Regions from separate parts of the Mus musculus genome. Here regions 1 and 3 are each linked to region 2. The links are chromatin contacts, called in public Hi-C maps. All regions are on one chromosome and are shown on one strand. The core of a region is the stretch at or near the end of the contact, and the rest is flanking DNA. Distances in the headings are between cores, read along the strand shown. Region 1 has its middle 86 kb from the start of Fam174a. Region 2 holds the start of Fam174a (family with sequence similarity 174, member A). Region 3 has its middle 68 kb from the start of Fam174a.

The links. Hi-C and Micro-C count contacts between places; a contact is called where the count stands out from the background.
Region 1: a contact with region 2 is called in a Hi-C map of myeloid progenitors, with 2.0 times the contacts expected there. The contact joins the enhancer-like site here to the promoter of Fam174a in region 2. A contact is called at or near these places in 1 of 39 promoter capture datasets (macrophages), 4 of 484 Hi-C or Micro-C datasets (the C10 cell line, bone marrow-derived macrophages, myeloid progenitors and 1 more), 1 of 115 datasets of contacts at active chromatin or transcription factors (microglia) and 2 of 9 other capture datasets (adipose tissue and liver).
Region 3: a contact with region 2 is called in a Hi-C map of bone marrow-derived macrophages, with 1.9 times the contacts expected there. The contact joins the enhancer-like site here to the promoter of Fam174a in region 2. A contact is called at or near these places in 1 of 39 promoter capture datasets (macrophages), 3 of 484 Hi-C or Micro-C datasets (bone marrow-derived macrophages, conventional type 1 dendritic cells and peritoneal macrophages), 1 of 115 datasets of contacts at active chromatin or transcription factors (the HPC-7 cell line) and 2 of 9 other capture datasets (adipose tissue and liver).

What each region holds. Positions count from the first base shown.
Region 1 is chr1:95,397,852-95,401,326 of GRCm38.p6, forward strand. No RefSeq gene overlaps it. Among named protein-coding and RNA genes, the nearest start is that of Fam174a, 86 kb to the left of the region's middle. Within about 2 kb of position 2,035, at least 12 of the 459 cell types and tissues checked have an H3K27ac peak or open chromatin away from gene starts, as enhancers often do. A contact at or near this core is called in myeloid progenitors, where this site is marked.
Region 2 is chr1:95,311,568-95,314,982 of GRCm38.p6, forward strand. Fam174a (family with sequence similarity 174, member A) reads left to right here and starts at 2,061. Exons shown (of 3, transcript NM_026321.4): 1 at 2,061-2,683. The coding sequence starts at 2,250.
Region 3 is chr1:95,379,479-95,383,186 of GRCm38.p6, forward strand. No RefSeq gene overlaps it. Among named protein-coding and RNA genes, the nearest start is that of Fam174a, 68 kb to the left of the region's middle. Within about 2 kb of position 2,418, at least 18 of the 459 cell types and tissues checked have an H3K27ac peak or open chromatin away from gene starts, as enhancers often do. A contact at or near this core is called in the HPC-7 cell line and bone marrow-derived macrophages, where this site is marked.

The DNA of each region.
Region 1 (3,475 bases), core at 785-3,284, 86 kb after region 2:
TACAGCCTCCCTGGACTGTGGACTGCCTCCCTGCATGTTTTTGGTTCTGGCTTATCTTGCAGGTCTTGGGACTTGTCATATACTATAATAGCATAAGCCTGTTATATACATTTGTGTAATTTATATGTGTAGTTGTTTATTACATATGTATACTTTCCATTTTATAATTTACATATATAGGTTCTTTATATATAAGAACAGACTAAGATGATTAATTAGCATACATGCAAACAATAAAGACTGACACATCTTTTTAATATCTATGCTTTATACTGACACAAACCACACACACACACACACACACACACACACAGTTTGTGCAGTTGGCTTGTATTTGTTCTTTGTTCCTCATGAGAGATTTTTAGGTCTCTGTACATCTCACAAACCAGAAAGAACATGTAAGAGAGAGAGCAACTATAATTTTACGCAGGGAATGCTGAGCCATGACTGTGGTTACTGTTCAGTTTAGCTATTGTGGTACAATAAAAGCACAAGGCAGACTGATCATTATGTCAACCACAATTGGGTCTACAAGTTGAGAGGTGAATTGGATATTACAGTGTCATTTACTTCCAGAATTTAATTTGTATATTTGTGTTGGTGGCCTTGCTGAGACACAAAACTATAAAAGTGAATGGAAGTAAGTCATAGGCCCGAATGGGGAAGTATGATTTTCTGGAATCTGGAAGCTTATCTAAAATAACTGTTCCATGTCTTTATTGACTGAATGTAGAAGAAACTTTTATTTTCTATTTGGAATTGTTGTCTGGGAAGCTTACTGCTGAACAAGCATATCCTTTCTTTTTCTTTTTGATCTCTGGCTGGCTTTTCCAACTCAGCTGTTCCACCTTAAAACTCCTCTCCAACCTGACTGATTCAAACTGGCTTTGCTTGGCTTTTGACTGAATTGGTCTGCTTGGCCTCAGACTAAGTCTGGCAATTGGTTCGAATCTCCTGGCTCCTTCTCATCTTTGACTAGTTCTGTCTTCACCTGTTTCTGTAAAACTGTCCCAGTAAAATTGCTTTCTCTCTCTCTCTCTCTCTCTCTCTCTCTCTCTCTCTCTCTTTCTCTCTCTCTCTCTCTCTCTCCCTCCCTCCCTCCATCTCTCTCTCTTCCTCTTTCTTCCTCTTTTGTTTTTCCATAACCTCTTTTCCCTCCCTGTTCTCTTGAGAGTTGGGCATATTCTATCTCTGATTCATTCTGTCTAGTATTTCTCTAACTTGCCATTTTGTCTGTCCCTCAATTAGACATCACAAACTAACTTTACCTTACTTGTTTGGGATTAAAGTATATACTAAAGGCATGTCTGTATTTCAGCCATATCAGCCTGTAATCTAGAGCATGCCTGCATTCAGGCTAGGTCTTATCTTTGGATGTGATCCCTTGCCAGAGCATCCATGTTTCTGGAATAAATTTTCCCTACATCTGAAAGATATTTGAAATATATGAAGAACCAAATTTAGAAATTACGAGATAAAGAAGTAGTGGTATGAAAATATTGTTACAATGCAACATTATGTGACACATCTTAGTTAAGGAGAAATAAATGACATTAAAATTATCTTCATTAGTTGTTGTCTTATTTTGTTTTGTTTTTTGAGACAAGGTTTCTATGTGTAGCGCTAGCTGTCCTGGAACTCACTCTGTAGACCAGGCTGGCCTCGACCTCAGTTTTAGGCAGGTTGTTAAAAGGAAACAGACTATATTTTGCATTACAATAAATTTATTATTTAAAAAACCCACATTTGAAACTTCTATGGATAGGCAATCCAAATTTTTTTTTATGAAAAAGCTATATCTTTTTTTTTTCAGCTTAAATGGATAATTCTATACTGTAACCTAAAAAAAAAGAGCTTACCTACTCGAGACAGTGTTTTTAAAAATCAAGAAAAACATAAGTGAGCTCAAACATCAGAGAATGGTTTAGGGGTTAGCAACTCTTAAGTTTCTTCCCCAGGATGCCAGTTAGGTGCTTAGTGCTCTCTTTCAGTAGCTCACAACTGCCTGTAAGGCCAGTTCTAGGAAATCTTTTGCAACTTCCCAGACGTTGTGGGCACTGGCATGCACATGGTACACAGCAGCTCATTCAAAAATGCATGCATAACTGTTGCGGGAAATATTAAGAAACGACTGGCAAGCTTCCCGAACTGCTGCTGGGCACCGGCAACTCTCTGTGCCTGGGGCTGGCAGGCCATGCACTGGCGGCAATGGCCAACATGTTATTATCTCATGGAGACTGACTCAGAACTCCAAAAACTCTTCATCCAGTTACTAGGTTCCAACTGGCAGTCGTTACCACACCAACCCCATGCTTCAAACCACCCCCTTCCCCATGGTCTTTGTGGTGCTCATTAGATGAACCCGTGCTTTGCCATGGTACCTTTCTCTCTGAAACCCAGTCGAGTGTCCAAGAGAAAAGAAATAAGACACAAACTTAGCTCAGAAACAATGGTAACCCAATCTCTGGGCACAACATCTAAAACCTTATCTCGAAAGCCTTATTAAATCTGATCGCTCTGGTGGTGAATCCTGATGGATCTGTCCTGATACCAGGAAACTCTAGCAGCTACATCTTGCCCTATGCAGTCCAGTTCCAAAAGCATCTAACTCCCTCCTCCCTCTTCTCTTCCAATATCCAACCTGGAAGTACTGCCTCCTCACCCAGTGTTTGGCTCCTTATGTATTAGGGGATTGGTTCACAAGAAGTCACGTGACTCACTCTTCGTCTGCAACCCCTCCCAGGAGAGCAGAATTAGCATCAAACTACAAACAGCACCAGGCCCATCCACAACACATAACTTTAAAAAATCTTACTAAAAAAGAATGAAATGGGAATCCAGCTAAAACAAGAATACAGAATGAAAGGAATTGAACCTCTAGTTAAAACACTCCCAAGAACAATTAGTCAAAATAAAGATAATATGGAAAGAGATTCTATATTATTGTTAGGTTGATTTATGAATCAGCATATAAAAATAAACTTAATGAGAATAAATTTCAAAAATCATCATTGACTTGTAGTAGGGCAGCCACCACATCAGTAACGCAAGTATTGAGATAATCAAAGACAGTGAAAACTCTTTGTTCCCATTGTTGTCTCTCTAACCGGAAACAGTAATATCTAATGTAATTCACCAACACACACACACACCATGAATAGGGGAAAAATGGAGAGCGCATGAGTGATCTAGTGAGTGCCTTCAGAATTCAGGTTTGAAACTGTCAAAATTCTTCCACTTAAAGTGAATAAATAACCAGTCAGACAGACAGACAGACAGACAGATGAATGAGTGGAGAGATGGATATAGATAAATTTTTTTTTCTGGGCTAACTGATCATCTATACCAGGTTAGGAGAATATGAAAAACTGTAGGTAAACGTGACTCTGATTATCATGGCAACCCTGAGCAGCTGGAAATATTCTATGGCATTGCTAATGGGAATTCACTACATAATTTAGTAAAAAGGAGGAGA
Region 2 (3,415 bases), core at 811-3,310:
CCTCACAGTAACATAATACTTTCTCTAATAAGGCCACACCTACTCCAATAAGGCTACACTTCCTAATAATGCTAATCCCTGTGGTCAAGCATTCAAACACATGAGTCTATGGGGTCCAAACCTATTCAAACCACCACGCTTACTTTGACTCTGCCTTTGATCGTTTTATAGTTCATCCAGCACCAATAGTGACAAAGAAAAAAAATTCAACAAGGAAAGGTAAATACAGAGGAAGCTACTGTGCCCAATATTGCAAAAACTGGGGACAACACAGAAGACTCTCTCCTGGTGGCTCAAAAAGTGACCTCAACCATCTATTAAAACAAAACAAAACAAAACAAAACAAACAAAACAAACAAAACAAAACAAAACAAAACAAAAAAACAGGTGTTACAAGAATGTCTATACTGACTACAGCAGACCTGTGGGCAAATGACAGTGTATCTGCACAAATTATAGCACAACACCTATTGAGAATGAAGAACTATGTTTGTATCAACCAGAGATCTCTTGTTGGCCAAGAGGTTGTTATGGAGGCTTTTTTGACCCCTCGGGAAAATACTATAGAGTCAATTACATTATAATTAAAAGATGCATTGATTATCTGCTAGCAGGGCAATAGTCTTAAAGCCCAAGCTCATGCATGTTGTGAGGAGTGGTATGGGGAAAGGCTTTTTAAAGACAAAACCACAAGATCTTCAATATTTATGCAAATAACCAAATACTGGTCTTTTCTGCCAAGCTTACGTGGGCAAGGCCAAACAATCTTTGGGTATCTGCATAAGTAAATTACACAATTAAAAAAGCAGCTAGTCATATCATAATGCCATGGCTGTGCATTTCTGTATGTGGTCACTGAGTCCAGGTTACTGGGAGCTTATCTTCAAGGGACTGGAGTCAGAGACAAATGGCTAATGGGTACCAAGTTGGATGCTTAGCATAAAATGAAGTTTTGTTAACCCTCACAAGGGAAATACTTCAGCTCTTGTTTGAAAATGCCTGCAAAATTAAGTAGAATTCACAGATACCTGTCTTGTGACGTTCTGCATTTTAAGATTGGAACAGGCTGTCTAGAACATGTCTTCAGCTGTGATTTTAGAGGTCCTCTATAGCTACTGCAGTGTCTTCAGGGTAATCCTAATAGTTTCCAGGACATGGACTAAATTGCAGTTCCAGACCCTTAAACAGCTGACTCTTGACAGATGTCTGAGAAAGCCTTTTAAAAAATCTGTTTATAATAGACTGAAAGAAAGCTCAAGAAAGAACTAATCATATTTATACACAACCCATGCTCCAATGCCCCAGGCAGGTGTCTGGTTTTTCTCAGTGTTACTTGATGGAAATCTTAGATAAAGGCAACATTATTCAAATGTAAGAGAACTAAATTTGGAGTTCAAGTTCTGTAAAGTAAACTAGAGTAGGCAGATCACAGCCCCAGGTATTTGCTAAGGTAATATACAAACTTTCTCTCTTCCATAAGTTCAGGGATAGTTTTGCAGCTTGAGGCAGCCCATAGCAAAAACTAGTTAACAGGGGCACAATTTTCTTGTTGGTTTTATTTCAAAAGGATGACTGTAGGTCTCTGGAAATTGACAAGAGAGGTTTTTACAAATATTTACACTTTAAAGGGGGAAAACCTGAATAAACAACTTTACATTTTCCAAAGAAAGGGATTCCAAGAATAGTCGATACCCTTACAGCTAGAAAAAGCTCTCTTTAAAGTTTGTGATCCTCCTGAGGGAACTGAGAGGAAGTGTTTACTGATTAGATGTAGTTATGAAGTTTGACATCAAGGAAATTAAATCGAGTTTCCTATTGCTCCCGTTTCCCCACTTGGAAAGAACTGTAGGCATAACTGTTCATCTTGTTCAGGTTACCCACTCTGGCCCAAGCCTTTTCACTATTAGGAACACTCCTGAAACATGGAAAACCTAGTTGGGACCTCTCAGAGCGTCCCACAGCTACGCGTGCGCAATAGGCTCGAACCTCTGACGTCACTGAGCGCAGCCCGCCCCTACATATTAGCAACCGGAGGCGTCCGTAGCAGCAGTGGCTGCGGGGATGTACGAACTTCCGGTTGTCCCGGCAGGCTGCTGCCGCCGCCGCCGCCGAAGCCACCCGGCGCAGTCTCAGCCACCCGCTCTCCTCCGGAGAGTCGGCTCTGCGGTTCCGGCGCGCCCATGGTCGGCGCTGCGGACCGGGAGGCCGGCCCGGCGGCTGCGGCGTGCTGAGAGGCCGGCGTGGAGACCATGCCGACCCCGCGCGGCTGCTCCGGGCCTTGCCACTTCCTGGCTCCGGCCTTCGTGTTGTTGTTGCTGCCCGCTCTGAGCGGGTCCGGGGCGGTACCGTCGATGGTGGTCAGGGAGGTGCAGGAGTCCAAGTCTCCCAAGCCCGGGCCGCACACGCTGTCGCCGCTTCCTCCGGGCCCCACCGCGGCCCAGCCTCGGGGCCAAGCTCAGTCTGATGCTGCCGGGCTGCCAGGCGCGGAGAGCCGCAATGACAGCATCCCCGGGGCGGGGTCTGAGGCGGACGGCCTCGAAGGGAAGGCCGGAGAAGGTTCCCAGGGTGGCAGCCTGGCCGTGAGTCCCAGTCCTGGCGACAAACCCATGACCCAGCGGGCCCTGACCGTGTTGGTGGTGGTGAGCGCCGCGGTGCTGGTGTACTTCGTGGTCAGGACCGTCAGGTGAGGCACAGCCTCGATGGGCACCCCCTTGCAGCCTAGACCTGGCTGACAGGTGACCTGCTCCGTGAAGCAGGGACAATGTCTGTGACCTGGGCTTGACTTAACCCCTGCCCCCGCCCCAGCGTCAGGAACTGGAATCTAAGACCATCTGGTTGGCTGTCTTAATGGCCTGTGCTGCCTTAGCTGGTGACACAAGCTGTTGCCTTTCCTTTAGAAATCAGTAGCCTAACCTCAGCATCTTGCTCTCTGAGGCTTGCCTCTGCCTTCACAGACCCTGAAGTAGAAGTGCTCTTCCATCCCCAGGAATTTTGATTACAGTGCGGTGAAATACTTCTCTCACTACTCTGCAGTTGGTGTAACTAACACGTTTTGCCTGTTAGAATGCACTCCTATTTCTGAGGCAGGGTACCATAAAAGTAGCGCACAAAGTCCTGATTGGATGTTTCACTTTTGCAAAACTTGCCAATTATGTTTCTTAGATGGTGCCCTTAATCTATCCCAAAGTTAAATTGTCCTCAATTAATTGGGCGCCACATCTCTGGAGAGGTGTCACATAGAGGAAGACCCCCAAGCAGAAGGGGCTAGCTAGCCAAGAGAACAACTGTGGTTTCCCTTTCCCTAAAATGAGAGCAGATGGTATTTTGTGAGATCTGTACTGGTTTGTTTATTTCCTGTTTTCCAAATTACTTCACACTTTCCCATAACTACACACTACCGTTACTTAATGTCCTT
Region 3 (3,708 bases), core at 1,168-3,667, 68 kb after region 2:
TTTAAGAGTCTTTATATTAACTTTAAAAAATTTATTCAGTATACAAAAGAAAAAAAAACTTTCACATTAGGAAAAATTCAATATTTTTTAAAGGAGCCTTGCCTTCTAGCTGATACTTAAATTCTTAATCTCGCTGCAGTAGCATCCCACATACTAGGAGTATAGGCACACACCAATGGTGAACTGTCGCTTTAATAAATATATACACTGAGTGTTGTTTAATATGGATAAATACATGTATCTCTCCAGATATTATCATTTTCTCATCGTGAAAATAGTCAAAATCTTTTCAGCTTCTTGCAATGTAAGAATCCGTCCATTACTCTTACCTTGTAATGACAGCATATCCGATTTACCTGCTTCTCTTAACCGTGATTCATAGTCACTAACGAACCCTTTGCTCACCTTCCTAAGTCACTGGTGACCAGCTCTCAAGTCCTCTGAGGTCCATTGTCCTTGCTCTTACTCATTCTAAGAAAATTAGATTTGAGATTTCACCGTAGATGAAAAGGTCTATATAATTAAAACATTTAGATTTTACTACATTAACCTTTGAAACATGAAGACTATCCTAAAAAAATACACCTTTTGAAGAACTCAGCTTATGACATAACAAAGGTACATTTCAACCCTTCCCCATTTTCTTGAAATGACTACCTTTTCCTCAGTTCATAACATACATAACCATATGTTGCTGATCTTAAAGGACTTCATAGGATATTTTCAGAGATAATTTTTCCTAACTTCACAGCATTAGTATGTTTACTTATAAATATGACACATATAAGATGTCATCATATAACCATGACATAATATTTAATGTTATTTGGTTCATAAAAATAAGTATAGCTTTGTTTAAGACAGTAGTTCTCAACCTGTGGGTCACAACCCTCTTAGTGTTGAATGATCTTTTCACAGGGTTGCCTAGGATCATCAGAAAACACAGATGTTTACATCATGTTTAATAATTGTATCGACATTCCACTTATAGCAACAGGTATAATTTTATGGCTGGAGTCAAGCACTGATTTGAGGAATGAAAGGTTTATTTCAGCTCATGGTTTGAGCATACAGTCCATCCTGGAGTGGGAAGGCATGTGTGGCAAGGACAATTCTCAACTCCAGTTGCAGAAGGAGAGGGTTGCTTGCTGCTGACATCTGAGATGATGAGAGAGCAGAGAGATAAAGGGAACACAGGCCAGATCATAAAAATGTAAGGTTTCTCTTTTAGTCTTCCTATTACAGTAAGACTCCAGCTCCTTAGGCAAGTGTAGGAGGCATAGAGGGCCTTGTGTTCTGTCTCCAAAGGGATAACCCATTTTCCACCCAGGAGATGGAGGACAGATGTGGTTAATAGCCTGGTGAACTTTGTACTATCTTTGTGGTGGAAATCACACTGAATCCTCCCCCCACAACTGTGATTAGGAAAGTTTCTTTGTGGATCTGCTATAATGTTCTCAGTGCACATTTGTATACCTTGGTGAGTCTTTAAAATCAGATCTTCTTACTTCACAGGAGAAAAAAAAAAGTGCATCATTACCATCAGAGCATCCCTGTAAAGTTTCAAAAGCAGGTTGAACGCTATTCTTTGTACTGGAGCATCAAAATGCTGCAAGCAACACTCTGATCTCAGGGTTTTTATTGCTGGTGATGATGCATGAAGTGGAATGCACATAGCTTGATTTTTTGAGTAAGTTGTTAAACTTGAACTTCTGACTATATTATTTTTAAAAAGAGGAACTTAGCTACTGAGTGGATATGACTGGAAAGTTACTGATGGGGAAGGAAACTAGATGTGCTAGTTTTTATAAAGCCACTTGTTTTTGAAATATTAAACTTTAAGCTGAAAGAGAAAGAGCAAACTGCATGGAAATGTTCAAAGGAAATGTAGAATCATCTTTGAATATGGTTCAACAGTCATCTCTTTGACGATGTTTCCAGTAAATAGTAATTGATCACCTGAAATAAGGAACAGGTGGTTGATGGGCATAAAATTGGCACACTCAAATGTTATATGACATAATAACGCATATATAATAACAATATCTTATTTGCAGATATATTTTTCTCATACAATATATCTTAATTATAGTTGCCTTGCTCTCCTCCTTATAGCTCTTCCCCATGTCCCCTCCCCTCCAGATTCATTCCCTTCTGTCTCTCATTAGAAAAGAACAGGCTTCTAAGAAATAATGATCAAACATGAGAAAATAAAATATAATATGATGAAGCAAAATCTATCATGTTGATAGTTAGACATGGCAACCCAAAAAATGTACAACAGTCATAGACTTGCTTGCATTTACATTCAAGAGTCTCATAAAAATACTAAGCTAGTAGCTGTGATATATACACAGAGAACCTAGTTCAGGTCCCTACAGGCTCTGTGTTTGCTGCTTCATCTCTGAACTCATATGGACCTTGCTCAGTTGATTCAGAAGGCCTTATTATCCTGGTGTCCTCTGTCTCCTCTGGATTTACAAGACTGTAAGTCTACTGCCACTTTCATGAGAATCCATGAGTTCAGAGAGGAGAGATTTGACAAAGACCTTTGAATAGACTATCTCCACAGATGGCTGGCTGTGGGTCTCCACATCTGTTCCCATGTGCTGTCAGAGAAAACCTTTCTGATGCAAGGCACTGACCTATGTGTATAGCAGAATATTATTAGGATTCTTTTAATTGAATTTTTAAAACCACTAGTGTTTGGTTTTACTCCAAGTGTTTGGGCTATCTACTTTCTGTTTCTAGGTTACCAGATTAGTGTAGAGTATGGGTTCTCTATTGTGGAGTCAAATCTAACATCAATTGCTTACTTCCACAGGTTCTGTGCCACCATTGCCCTAGCATATTTTGGAGGCATGTCAGATTGTTGGTCAGAGGTTTTATGGTTGGGTTGCTGTCCACAGTTCTCATTTGGTAGCCTACAGAGTACCTTCTCACAGCAAAGAGACTAGAACTTTGAAATGAAGGCTCCATGTAGGCACCAGCTTTACTTCACCATATTTAATGTGTTATGTGTATGTTGTTCTCAGCAGTAGGGCCCTGCTCTCAGTTTGTGGATAGCAACCATTTGTCTCAGCACTAGCCTGGGATGTTTGGTGATTTTCATCGGCTATCCTAGGCCAACAATTCAATTGTATGCAACCTCGTTTAACGCCCAGAAGTCCTGCCTAGCTACAAGTTGAGACTTTATATCCCCCATTAATAGGAGTCTTTATTAGAAATACTTATATTTTCTAAGAAGATTCAATTGCCGTATATTTTCAGACAATCCCCTAAAACTTTTATCCAATTCTAGCTGTCTATCCCTGCACTCTCTTCCTCAACCCCATCTCTCCCCTACCCAATTTTCCAACTCCTTTTTTCATTCACTCCAGTATACCTGTAAAATCTATTATTTTTCTTCCCAGAGAGATTGATACATTCCCCTAGAACTCTCTGGGTCTACAAATTGTAGTTGGTTATCATTTAATTAATAGCTAATATCCCCTTCTAAGTGAATACATTATCTTTATCTTTCTGTGTCTGGCTTACCTCACTTGGGATGATTTTTAGGAATCAATTCGCATGTAAACTTCATGATGTCATTTTTTTAACAGCTAAGCAATACTCTATTGCATTAATGTAGCACATTTTCTTTGTCCATTCTTCTGTTGAAGGTTATCTAGGGTATTTTCAGTTTCTGGCTCTTATAAGTAAACTCTC